Regions from separate parts of the Sus scrofa genome. Here region 1 is linked to region 2. The links are chromatin contacts, called in public Hi-C maps. All regions are on one chromosome and are shown on one strand. The core of a region is the stretch at or near the end of the contact, and the rest is flanking DNA. Distances in the headings are between cores, read along the strand shown. Region 1 overlaps MAOA (monoamine oxidase A). Region 2 holds the start of MAOA (monoamine oxidase A).

Evidence for each region. A called contact is a pair of places that touch in the nucleus more often than the background predicts.
Region 1: a contact with region 2 is called in a Hi-C map of subcutaneous adipose tissue, with 1.9 times the contacts expected there. The contact joins the enhancer-like site here to the promoter of MAOA in region 2. A contact is called at or near these places in 1 of 5 promoter capture datasets (liver), 7 of 47 Hi-C or Micro-C datasets (heart right ventricle, liver, omental adipose tissue and 3 more) and 1 of 2 datasets of contacts at active chromatin or transcription factors (skeletal muscle).

The regions. Positions count from the first base shown.
Region 1 is chrX:38,969,160-38,976,090 of Sscrofa11.1, forward strand. The region is part of intron 3 of MAOA (monoamine oxidase A); the gene reads left to right. Among named protein-coding and RNA genes, the nearest start is that of MAOA, 42 kb to the left of the region's middle. Within about 2 kb of position 2,367, at least 7 of the 83 cell types and tissues checked have an H3K27ac peak or open chromatin away from gene starts, as enhancers often do. A contact at or near this core is called in retroperitoneal adipose tissue and subcutaneous adipose tissue, where this site is marked.
Region 2 is chrX:38,928,867-38,935,590 of Sscrofa11.1, forward strand. MAOA (monoamine oxidase A) reads left to right here and starts at 1,589. Exons shown (of 15, transcript NM_001001640.1): 1 at 1,589-1,700. The coding sequence starts at 1,628.

The DNA.
Region 1 (6,931 bases), core at 1,117-3,616, 41 kb after region 2:
TAGGTGTGTGGGTTTAATTCTGGGCTTTCTATCCTGTTCCACTGATCTATATTTCTGTCTTTGTGCCAATACCATACAGTTTTGATGACTGTTGCTTTGTAGTATAGTCTGAAGTCTGGGAGCCTGATTCCTCCAGCTCCATTTTTCTTTTTCAGGATGTCTTTGGCTATTCTGGGTCTGTTGTGCTTCCACACAAATTTTGAAATATTTTGTTCAAGTTCTGTGAAAAATGTCCTTGGTAATTTGATAGGGATTGCATTGAATCTGTATATTGCCTTAGGTAATATAGTCATTTTGAAAATATTAATTTTTCCAATCCATGAGCATGGTGTATCTTTCCATCTATTTGTGTCATCTTTGATTTCTTTTATCAGTGTCTTATAGTTTTCAGAGTACAGGTCTTTTGTCTCTTTAGGTAGGTTTACTCCTAGGTATTTTATTCTTCTGGATGCAATGGTAAATGGGATTGCTTCCCTAATTTCTCTCTCTGCTCTTTCATTGTTAGTGTATAGAAATGCCATCGATTTCTGCATATTAATTTTGTATCCTGAGACTTTGCCAAATTCATGGATGAGTTCTAACAGTTTTCTGGTAGAGTCTTTAGGATTCTCTATGTATAGTATCATGTCATCTGCAAATAGTGATAGTTTTACTTCTTCCTTTCCAATTTGGATTCCTTTTATTTCTTTTACTTCTCTGATCACTGTGGCTAGGACTTCCAGAACTATGTTGAAGAGTAGTGGTGAGAGTGGACAACCTTGTCTTGTTCCTGATCTCAGTGGGAGTTCTTTCAGCTTTTCACCATTGAGAATGATGTTCGCTGTGGCCATATATGTTGTTGTCATATATGGCCTTTATTATGTTGAGGTAGGTTCCCGCTATGCCCACTTTCTGAAGGGTTTTTATCAAAAATGGGTATTGGGTTTTTTCAAAGGCTTTTTCTGCATCTACTGAGAGGATCATATGGTTTTTATTTTTCAGTTTGTTAATGTGGTGTATCACACTGATGCATTTGCAGATATTGAAGAACCCTTGCATCCCGGGATAAATCCCAGTTGATCATGATGTACAATCCTTTTAATGTATTGTTGGATGCGGTTTGCTAGTATTTTGTTGAGGATTTTTGCATCAATATTCATCAGTGAAATTGGCCTGTAGTTTTCTTTTTTGTGGTATCTTTGTCTGGTTTTGGTATCAGGGTGATGGTGGCCTCATAGAATGAGTTTGGGAGTATACCTTCCTCTGCAATTTTTTGAAATAGTTTCAGAAGGATAGGTGTTAGCTCTTCTCTAAATGTTTGATAGAATTCGCCTGTGAAGCCATCTGGTCCTGGACTTTTGTTTGTTGGAAGTTTTTTAATCACAGTTTCAATTTCAGTTCTCGTGATTGGTCCATTCATCTTTTCTATTTCATCTTGGTTTAGTCTTGGGAGAGATACTTTATATTTGAACAGCCCAGTATTGTTTTCATAGCACTTCATTTTATTTTATGTTTTTGCCTTGTGCTTGGGTTTAATGTTAACTGGAAGAAGAAAATTCCAGGTGAAATCACAGAAAATCACAGTGTTAATTAGAGTTAAATGTAATGAGCACTTTGATCCCAAAAGCTGTTGAACTGAGTCCTTTTCATTTAAAAGACTTTTCTCCTGTCAGGTTTTTCAAACAAAACAATTACAGAACTATTAGTCCATTTCCTTTCATTCCCATAGCTCTCATGTAATTTGTCAGACTCGAATGGTACACAGTGAACCTCAGGCTGAGATTTAATTTTGTGTGTTTGCCAAAGTACCCAGTGGCCTAGTTTCCACAGCCGTATCCAGCAGATAAACGTCTCCGAAAAAAAACCATCAGGCTCTAGACACATGGGAAGAAGTCACCATTGGTTCAAGCTTCTTGGCCTGGTGATGAATGTATACCCTGGGGCCCAGACGTTGGTACAGTTACTCACTAATCTACATAATTATTTGGGCACCCACTAATGAAGTCCTGAGCATCCATGATTTTCCCCTCATCTGTAGATTAAAAAAATTTTTTTCTGAAATTTTCTGGTGGCTCAGCGGGTCAAGGATCTGGTGTTGTCACTGCCGTGGTGTCGGTTCCATCCCTGGCCTTGGAACTTCTACATGCCTTGTGCATGGCCAAAAAAATTTTTTTTCTGATGCCCAAATTTTGGGAAGACTGTGCCGAGAATCTGGTGGGTCCTGGTCCACCCGCCCTCCCACCACAAGCCCTCATCACATCTCTGCCATCAAGATCGCAGGAGCCATCACTGATGGAGTTCCATCCAAGAGAGGGGCTGGGCTGTGTCTCTCTGGTCCCTGGGTACACAGAGTGGATGCACTCCATTAACAGCCCATCTGGCAAGAAGCTCTTTGCCCTTGCCCTTCTCGAACTGATGTACTTCCTCTCTGTACTGCCCTGTTCCAAGGGGGTAGAGGCCCAGACCTGAGACTTGGCACGGAGCACTTGCGGTTTTGGCAAGATGTACAAGTGATTTCATTTTATTTCTCCTGTTGGACTCAGTGTTGTGGGATGATGTGCCCTTTTGTGCGGGGGAGGTATGCATGAGAATGTATTCCCATTCGTGGCATTTGGGGGAAAAAAATTTCTGGTTATTGTAGTCTTCTTTCTAGCCTGCGTTTTCCTCTGTTTTCTCAGGCCCCCACCAGTGCCAGTCAGAAAAAAGAAAACATGCCTGAGGGAATATTTCCCAAGCAACATTAATCCCAAAAGTGTTTACGAAAGACGGGGTTTGTTGGTCAGATAAATTTTGGAAGTTCTCCATATTCCTCTCCCTACTTTTTGGGAGCCAAGATGTCTATTAGCAGATTAGGAGTCTTATAAGGACTGGCAGTTAAAAAGGCAAAAAGCTATTTAAGCCAGGATTCCCAAGATTTATGACCTTGGCACTCATTTTCGTATTGCATCCATAAAGATCAGAGTGAGAAATGAATGCTAGCATAGGACATGTTTTCAGGGATTTAGGTTCCCTAAGAAAGTAAGTCTTTCATCTTTCTCTTCGCTTTCAGCACCTTACACATAGAGAGTTCTGGTAAATTTGATGGTAATATTGATTATGGCTATTTTCGAAAAGGTGTGCATGTGGAATCAACAATGAAAAGTCAGTACAAAATTGACATTTCTTAGAAGGTCTTGTCTGAGGTGGGAAAAGGAGGGGTTATTTGCCTAGAAAGAGAGTGGACCCTTTCTGGGGCCTCAGGAAGCTGGGTGTGATAGGGGTTGGTCTATAAAAAAAGTAGGAATTCAGAGTTCCCATCATGGCTCAGTGGTAACGAACCCGACTGGGATCCATGAGGATGCGGGTTCAATCCCTGGCCTCACTCAACGTGTTAAGGATCCAGCATTGCTGTGAGCTGTGGTGTAGGTCGCAGTTGAAGCTCAGAACCCACATTGCTGTGGCTGTGGTGTAGGTTTGCAGCTGCAGCTCTGATTTGACCCCTAGCCTGGGAACTTCCATATGCCACAGATTTGGCCCTAAAAAGACCAAAAAAAAAAAAAAAGAAAGAAAGAAAGAAAAGGAATTCCACTCCTTTTATTCTTTTATTCCTTCATTTAACAAGCATTTCATAGGACTTTGGTATTTGCAAGGCAATGTAGGAGATACACAGTGAAGCATAGTCTTTCTTATGTGTGTATTGAGACTAGTCCAGAAGGTAAGACATGTACATAATTCAGTTTAATGCGTTGCAGAAAATGGCTAAGGGCTCTAGTCTGTCAGAGGAAGCTGAAGAGGTTTATGACTTAGGCAGCTCAGTCAATCTTTGGGACCATGTCTCTCTCAAGATCAGTATTCACTCGTGCCCGTGATCTCCAGGAGCCTTCAGCTCAGTGGCGCTGCAGGTCCAATCTTTCTGACATGGAGACTAAGGCACACAGGTCGGGCCAGGGGAGTCTGAACCAAAGGCCTAGAGACATGAACTCTGGTTCTGCCTCTGCTCAGTATCAGCTAGGTTTATACAAATTAGACACACGGACACACATACACACACACACACACACACACACACAGAGGCATACCTTCCTCAGAGATATTGCGGGTTCATTTCTAGACCACTGCAATAAAGCAAATATTGCAATGAACTGAGCTATACAAATTTGTTTCCTAGTGCATATAAGACTTATGTTTACACTATACTGTAGTCTCTTAAGTGTGCAAGAGTATTATGTCTAAAAAAATGTATGTGCCTTAATTTAAAAATACTTTTATTGGAGTTCCCACTGTGGTGCATTGGGTTAAGAATCCAACTGCAGAGCCTCTGTGGAGGCTCACGTTAGATCCCCGGCCCAGCACAGGGGGTTAAAGGACCTGGCGTTGCCACAGCTGTGGCATCGGTTGCAGCTGTGGCTTGGATTCAATCCCTGGCCTGGGAACTTTCATATGCCACAAGTGCAGCCATATATATATAGTTTTTGGGGAAAAAAAACTATCATCTGACAACACAGGGTTGCCACGAACCTTCAGTTTGTAAAAACAAAAACAAAAACAGCCTCTTTGAAGCGCAGTAAAGTGAAGCACCATAAAACAAGGCCTGCCTGTTCTATACATATATCTGTATTAAAAATTTAATACATATATAATGTGACCTCTGAATACCTCCAGAGACATAGTGAACTTGCTAAAATGATCAAAAGCTGCCCAAATTTATTACCCTGTAATAAATCACTTACTATGATCACAAGATTTTACCTTGGAGCAAGAGAAATCAGACATGGAATCCAGGCATAGTAAAATGAAAAATGTAAAGAAAAAGGAGTTCCCTCATGGCTCAGCAGGTTGGACTTGGCATTGTCACTGCTGTGGCTTGCGTTGGGTTGCTGCGGTGGCGGGGATTCGATCCCTGGCCCAGGAACTTCCACATGTCACGAGAGCAGCCCAAAAAAGAGAAATTTTTTTAAAAAGTCCTCTCCTGGCAATAATCTCCGTTTATTATGAACGTTGGTGGATTGAAGCTGTGGTTTCTCAAAGGGACTTAAGTATTTTGGGCACGGTTCCAAGGACATCGTGTTCTACTCTTCCTTACCACTTCTGCTGCGTCCAAGAGACTATCCTTTAGAGAGCAGAGGCCAATTTGCAAGGCTAGGAAAGATTCATAGTATGGGCACAAAATGAACTTGACCTTTACCCAATATTTTTTTTTTTTAAAGAGCAATAGCCATTTAGAAGTATTCCTGGAGATCCCGCCTCACAGTCTTAGGTCATATTTTCTTGCCAAGAAGTGGTTTAGGATTGAGAAACAGCTGACACTTTTTTCTTTGTCTTTTTAGGGCTGCACCTGCAGCATATGGAAGTTCTCAGGCTAGGTGTTGAATCGGAGCTGCAGTTGCCGGCCTACACCACAGTCACAGCAATGCCAGATCCAAGCCATGTCTGCAGCGTGTGCCACAGCTCACGGCAATAACACAGAGTGAGGCCAGGAATCGAACCCACATCTTCATGGATACTGGTTGGGTTTGTAACCTGCTGAGCCACAGTGGGTACAGGGGGAACTCTTTTTTTTCCTTCTTCTTTTTTTTTTTTTTTTTGACATTTTGTGAGGAAACTATAGAAGAACATTTAAAATTCTGAGAAGGTCCGTTCCCAAGCGGTTCTCACTCAACCAAGAGCCATCTCCAGGCCCTCCCTCTGTACCACCTTAGGAATTCACACATGCAGAAAGTAGTTTTGAGTTGTCTAGTTTTGAAGCAGACCATAGAGGAAGTAAGCCTCCTAGAGGCTTATGGGAAAGAAAGAGGTGGGTGCCTGTTCCCACATAGATGCATTTCTTTAGCAAATTTAGATTTTCTGTGGAATAAGAGCAGAGAATCCAAAAACTGCTAAGAGTGAAACTTGTGAAATCCCTTTATCAACTTGGTGCCCCCGTCAGCAGGATGAAAATTAATGTCATGGTGGGCCTTTATGACCTTTTAAAATATTTCATGTCTCCGAGTTCCCATTGTGGCTCAGCAGTAAGGAACCGACTAGGAACCATGAGGTTGCGAGTTTGATCCCTGGCCTCGCTCAGTGGGTTGAGGATCTGGCGTTGCTCTGAGCTGCTTTGGTGTTGTCCAAAGTTGACCCAGTTTTCTCAGCAGTCATCTTATGTACCCTGGAGTTTCTTAGTCTCCATGTTTATTCCTCAGAAACACAAAAGATCTTTGGAAAATTTATAAGCTTCGCATTTCCAACTTTTCTTTGTTTTAGTTGGGAAGTTTAAGATGTCTCTTGAACAAAAGTATCTCAATATTTCATTAACCATATAGGAAGCCAGAAAGCTTAATGTTTTCTGAGCAAAGCTTTGTGGAGCAGGAAATTTCCATCCTGCTGTTTTCTAGCTAATATCCCTGGGTTTTAGTTTCCTCATTTATAAAATGGGAATGTTAATAGTTCTTGCCTTTACAGGGTTGGGGTGTGCCTTACATGAGATAATGCATATGAAGAGTTTAGGCCAGTGCCAGGCGTGGAAAATGATCTTAATAAATGTTAGTAATAATGGTGGTAATGGTGGTGGTGATGATAAAGGATTTGGAGTCATAAAAAGTTGTATTGCTGGAGTTCCCTGGTGGACTAGTGGGTTAAGGATCTGGCATTGTCACTGCTGTAGCTTGGATCACTGCTATGGCTCGGGTTCAATCCCTAGCTTGGGAACTTTTGCATGCCATGGACACAGCCAAAAAAAAAAAAATTGTATTGCAGCATTATGAATAGCGTTTTCAGATGAGAAATCACACCACATAATCTGCCAAGGTTATTTGCATTTGCTGCTGTGGAAGGGGAAATTACTCCTTTGTCTCTTAATGGCTACCATATATTCTTACCCAGTGGGAGTGTGTGTGTGAGTGTGTGTACCTGAATGCAGACGCTTTTATGTCTCGTGTCCCTGCCTTGGTGGTTAGGTGTTTTGCTTTAGCCCTATTAAAACATCCAACCCAGC
Region 2 (6,724 bases), core at 339-2,838:
CTCTAAGCACCAGCCCCTCCCCCCGGGCACCAGCCCAGTTACCCCCCGCCTTTCAGCGTAACAATGAAAGCACCAGGTTGAAAGCCCCACGTGGCCACGCCCACGCTCTCTGGCCACACCCCCCCACTTTAGAGGCGTTGCCGGGCCACACCAGGAGGGAGGGCTTCCCGCGCGCGCGCGCGCCCGGTACAGACGGGGAAGGCGGAGCCCTCGTTTCCCCGCCCCCGAGTGAGCCTGGCTCCGGCGGCGGGCCTCCGAGAGGGCGGATCAGGCACCACTTGGGCGGCTGAGGAGCGCGCCTGTGAGGGAGGGGCGGAGGAGACCAGAACCTCGCCCTCAGCCCCGCCCTCCACCCGCGCGCTCCAGAACAATGAGCGCTCCCTACTCAGAGGCTTCCACTGGCGGCGGCGGGAGCGGGCGGCAGGGAGAGCGCGCGTCCAGAGCCCAGGACCCGGTAACCGCCCGGATCTCCGACCCGGCTTCCACCTTGGGCGCGGCCACGTCCTCCACATCCGCGTGGAGCATCCATTCTGAGTGGCGGACTGCCTCCCGTCCGTTTTCCAGCTCCCCGTCGAACGCGTCCTCACCAGACGTAACACACTCCCGAAGCTTCAGCGCGCCCTCGCGACTCGGCTCCAGTCCTGGCCCGATAACTGACAAGGACATCAAGATTGGCCTCTGGGGCTTTGGCGCCCGCGGCCTGAGCAACCGGATCCCCATGTCTGACCCCCGCTCGACCACCTCAGATGGGGCCGCCCCAGCCTCTAACCTGAACACCAGCAACCCCCCAGAATCTGTACAGGGATCTGTCCCGCCCTCAGCCTCCCCCCAGTTGTCCCCCCAAGAGCCCACCCCACCCTCCGTGTCCGCCTCCCCTGGGGAATCAGTCCCAGAAACTCTTAGACCCAATAACTTCCTACGAGGGCCAGTACAAGGATCCATCTCGCCCTCGATGCCCGGTTTCCTCAGAATATCGGTACCAGCACCTCCACCACCCACTAACACTCCCGAAGCGTCAGTACTTGGGTTATCCTTGCTCTCAGTACAGGGCTCCCCCTGGGGTTCGGTGCAGGTACCCCCCACACCTTATAACTCCCCCCGACTGTCAGTACAACAGTCCAGCCAGGCCTCAGTACCCGACTCCCACCGACTATCTGAACAAAGATCCACCCCGCTCTTGGAACCGTCCCATGAGGTGGTAAGAGGGTCTGCCCCGCCCTTGGTGTTCGGCCTCTCCGGGAGTTCGGTGCAGGCATCTGTCCCGCTCTCCGACTCCTCCATAGTGTCGATCCAAGGGTCTCCCCCGCCCTCAGTGCTCAGCACGCCCCGGAGTTCGATACCAGGACCTCTAACACCCATGAACTCCCAAGTGTCGACCCAAGAGTCCACCCAGCTCTTAGGGTTAAGTTACCCCCTAACAGCGGTGGAAGGATGGGCTCCGCCCCCGGGTTCTCCGGGAGTACCAGTACCAGGGCCCGCTCCGCCCTCAGCGCCCGACTCCACCCGGGTATCGATGGAAGAATCGGCTCCGCCCTCGGGCTCCCCCCGAGAGTCGGTAGAAAAGTCCGCTCCGCCCTTGGCCAGCCCCACTCCTATCCCCACGCCCCGGGAGAGCCTCGGCCAGAGCATGGAGCGTCAGGAGAAGGCGAACAACGCGGGCCACATGGTCGACGTAGTCGTGATAGGAGGCGGCATCTCAGGTCAGTGTGGACTGCATCGATAGCCCCGAGGGACCCTGGCCGGCCCGGGGTGGGGGACCTGCAGTCGCAGGGTGGCGGGTTTATTTTTGGGGGGGTCCTCTCTTGTGCACGCGAGAGTGCCACCGTGGCCGGGCCCCGGATCCTGCCAGGAGGGAGTGGGGTTGAGCCGATTTCGCTGGCGGTGTGAACCGGGGGGAGGCAGGAACAGTCATTTTACTACTACTATGAAATACTAACATTTAACTAGCTCTTGCCGTGCAGTCGTATTTAGCGGTTTACGTGGATTTTCTCAATCCTCAGCAGTCCTGCGAGGTGGGTACTCTGTGCGTCCCAGTTTCGCAAAACCTAGAAACTGAGGTAACTGTCCAGAGGTCGGATCACCTACCTGGGAAGGGACAATGATTTTCTCCCCTTTAAGACCCCCACTCCGATTCCTGAGGCAGTTGCTTTGCTTGATTTCTCCTCCTTTGCCCTAAACAGACAGTCACTATACAGATTTTTGTAGTATGGAGGTAGTCATAGTGTTAACTCAAGTCCCGATCTTCTTACACCTGTTTTCCTTAGAAAATTTGGTAACTGGAAAGGAGAGGAATCATTTAGGAAAAGGTTTAAGGGGGGGGGCTCTTAGTTTCAACCTACCCCTTGCCTGGGTGTTTTTTTTTGTTTTGTTTTGTTTTGTTTTTTTGGTTGGTTGGTTGGTTGGTTTTTGGAACTTGCAGAAAGTGTAGGGCTTTTTATTGCCCGGAGAGAATCCCTCTGTGAAACCGGCTGAGGGCAGGTAAGGGAATGCCCTTTTCATCTCCTTCTCCACCGCCTGAATCTTGTCCTGTGATGAGCCAGCTGGCCACCTTGTTTCCCCCCACCCCGTCCTGGTTTGGGTGTGTAGCTGACCAATTGAATGCTGCCTGAGGCTTCTCTCGGATCTTCCTGGAAACCTCATCATGACTCATATATTAAATTGTCACTTAGGTTTGTTGTCATAATTGGTAAAATGGCTTAAAGTGAGGAACTGTGTTTCAGCTCCAGCTAGAGTCCCACACTCATCTGTCCACGACCTGGAAGAATGTTAAGCAATTCTGAAATGCACTGGCAGGATCTGATTTAGAAAGGGAGAAAGCAGGTGAGAGGGAGTAAGGAGGGTGCCCCAAAGTAGCCATTTTTATGGAGAAGTCTTTTGAGGAGACTCTGAACATGCTTACAGAGTAATTTGGGTGGAGAAAGCTTTTGACTTGGCCCATTCAGGCTAACAGTCTTAATCACCAGAGAAGAGATTGGCAGGAGCTGTTGCTTTGACAACTCCAGCCACTTAGAGCAAAACCATGCAGGTATGTCGTCGGAGCATCAGAAAAGCAGGTGCTGGTAGAGAGGAGGAAAAAGAAGTATTTCTCTCGTTTCCCTCCTTTCATTCATTAGCTTATTCGATTTGTTCACCAAACACTTGTTGAGTGCCTGCAATGAAGTGGACTGGTGTTTCTAAAAGACTGGTTCTGGTATGCAAGCCTCCTAGAAGCAGCATGACTCTTCATCACTGGAAAAGAAATACGATGATAATGTCTTGTGTCAATTGATTGGGAGTTCTGCCTCTTTCCCATCTCCATACCATCCGTATTTCACAATTCGGGGTTCTTTCTGGGATTTTATTCTTGTCACTATTCCTTAAGGAGCATTTTGTCTTTATATTTTTCCTCTGCCTTATCACTGGCTCTTTCTCCCTTTCCACACTTTACTCCAAGTAGTTGGTTGTGAGCAGAGCTGGATTTACCATGTAGCTGATGGTCTTGATGCTCTGTGGCCTGACAGCTCCAGGGCCCTTCCGGTTCTCATTCTAAATAGATAACCGGTTTCATACTGAATCTTGCATTTGTAAATTGGCATTCTTCTTAAAGAGGGCACCCAAATTACATAGGCTTCAGGCCCCTCAAAACCTGGATCTTTCCATGATCACTATTCACTATTGATTGTTCATTTCCATGTGGGGGGAGGAAGGGAGCATTTTTTGCACAGTAGTTCACACTCCTAGTCCAGAACTCAGCTTCTACTTCTTCAGCGACAGTGGAAAAGGCCCTGGGATTCCTTTAATACCATCTCTTATCAGTCAGATTTGATTTGAACACCCAAAGTGACCAGAACCACTGCTTTCTGGCCATGATGTCTTGCCAGATGGTTCACAATTAAAAGTAGATGCAAATCTGGTTCAGGATCAGCCCTGGTACACAGACTGGCGTTTCAGAAGCAGGTGAGAGGCATTGCTTCCCAAGGGTTCTTGAGGACTCAGAAAGACAGCAGCTTTGTGTGTGCTTGACAGTACCCCAGGAGTTACTTAATAGTCCCCATATCAGTTTTAAATACTTTTGGAGATCTCTTAGAACTTTTGTCAGGATTTGCACATTTTAATATGTTACCCGTATACTTATAAGATATGGCCAGTGCTTAGCATCTGCAATGTTACTTATATTATACAACAAAATAGTTCCCAGAAGAGTACACATTCAGAATGACCTTCCTCAAAAACAAGGCACATTTAACACTTATCTTTCATTTTTTTATAACTATCTCTGCACAAAGAATAGCAGCATCTTCCTTTATCTCTCTTTTGTCATTAAAAATTGTAAAACAGAGCCATATTTTACAGCCCTTTTCTGCCCGCTCACCAATTAAATAATTTTATGTACTCCATTAATACTTCAGATGCGAAAACCCCCTACTCATTTGTAAAGGTATCTTCAACATGCCCTGGCCCTTATCCATCATCCATCATCCATCATCCATTTCAAGTCCTTTTTGAAACTTCTTTTGTGCTTCCTGTGACACTATTGGATCCTGAATTTTTATTCCACACTGGTTGCTCCTTTTCTGTTCCTTTCATTGTGCCCATATTCCTGGGAACTTCTAGTTTTGAAATGGCCTCGGGCTCAGCTATTCATCACTTTGGGGTTTTCTTATGCACTCTCTCCCTCTTTTTCATTCTAGGACTTCACCTTTCTCTTATTTATAGAAAATTCTTAAGTCTCTAGTTTGACTCCTATAATACGTCCTCTGAACATCTGTCTTGTAGCTTATCTGCTCTCGGTTATTTCACACTCGAATGTCTTATTCTTACTTCATATTCAACATTTGGAAAGGCTCCTTGCCCTCCAACCCAGCTTCTTTGCCTCACTTCCTTGACTCTGTTCTTGGCACCACCACCGTTTCCATCATTTTTGACACATCCTTTTGTTTAATCTTCTACAACCAGTCAGTAGATCCTTCTAACCTTCCCTTTGGGCTGTTCCCTCTCTCTGTTTTCCGGTGTCTCCCCCACCCCAGAACAGTCCCTTCACCCCTTCAGCTCGCCAGGTTATGACCATCTTCCCAGTGGCCCTTTATGTCCACCCTGCAGTGTTCTCCCAGACTTGATTTTTTTTTTCTGTCTTTTGTCTTTTCTAGGGCCCCTCCCACGGCATATGGAGGTTCCCAGGCTTGGGGTCGAATCGGAGATGTAGCCGCCGGCCTACGCCACAGCCACAGCCACGCCAGATCGCCAGACCCGAGCCTCGTCTGTGACCTATACCACAGCTCCCGGCAACGCCAGATCCTCAACCCACTGAGTGAGGCCAGGGATCGAACCCACAACCTCATGGTTCCTAGCCGGATTCGTTAATCACTGAGCCAGGACGGGAACTCCAGACTTGATTTTTTTAAACATTGTTTTGATCACTTTGTTCTGCTCAGGATGCTCAATGGTCATTTGCCAGCCTCTCAAGCTCCCTCCCCGCCCCCCACCACGTATCTATCCTCACTTTGTTGGACAAGTAGCACTTCCTACCGTCCCTAACATGGCTGTAGGCACACTGCTCTTTTGTCCACTGTGCTGCATCAAGTTTATTTCGTCCCTCCATTCCTTCCCTGTTTTTCTTTCTTAACACAGAAGTGCCTCTTGGGGTTCCTTGGTGGCTCAGCGGGTTAAGGATCTAGGAGTTGTCACTGCTGTGGCTCAGGTTCCAGCCCTGGCCCTGGAACTTGCACACGCCGCAGGTGTGGCCAAAAAAAAAAAAAAAAAAAAGTTCTCTCTGAATCTTTTCCTGATGCTCTGGCTCTCTTGATTTCCCTCCCTTCTTGTAGAGCTTGTATGCTATATCCGACAACTTGAACTTACTTTGTGTCTATATTTCTTGATGTTCTTTTAAGTATAGCAGTTGAGTCTCATGATTTTACCTGCCTCGTTCTTACTCATGAGCTGATACCAATACAGCAAATGTCCAAAACCCAGTGGTGGAGGGTTTTAAAATCTGCTCCTGAGAACTTCTGAATCAGCTCTCTTTAGGGAGAGGGGCAAAAAAAAGCCCACCTCCAATGGACAATGTATAATTCAGAGTCTCGGGCCAAAGGAGTTTTTAAAATACAGTCTAGTCCAATCACTGAAAGATTTTAATCCTCAAGACCACATCTCCTTGGTAATTATCTGGCTGTAGCTCTGAACGCATCCAGGGAAAGAGAACGCTGTACCCCTCAATGCAACTCATTATAGGCAGAAGGGGCTTTGGTGCCCAGGCTGGCATATGCCTGCCATATGCCAGGCAGTTGCTAAATCACGGGGAAAGAGGTATATCAAGAGCAGTTAAGCAGTGTCCCTGCCCACAAGGTGCCCCATCCTCTTGCAGGAAGCAATCAAGTGAGAAGATCATGGACATTCATACAATGAGAGAAATGTTAATATTATGAATCTGAACCCAAAATGCCCAGACCTTGAGAGATAAGTAGGATTTTAACAGGTAGAGATAAAGAGGGTGGAAAATAAAAAAGCAAAAGGAACAGGAGGGACCAAGAGGAGTACAGATGCAGAGTCAGGAGGCCCTCAGTTATGTGTGAGCAGTGGTTTAATTTAAACCCATGACAGGAGTTCCCAGGAAGGGAAAACAGCTGCCTCCAGTGCCTCTAGCCAGGAGATCCTGGAAGTGACTGAGATCACCCCAGCAGCATGCCACATCTGCCCAACACTCAGCACTAGCACGGGGACAACACTTATAAAACACTCACTGGCTAGT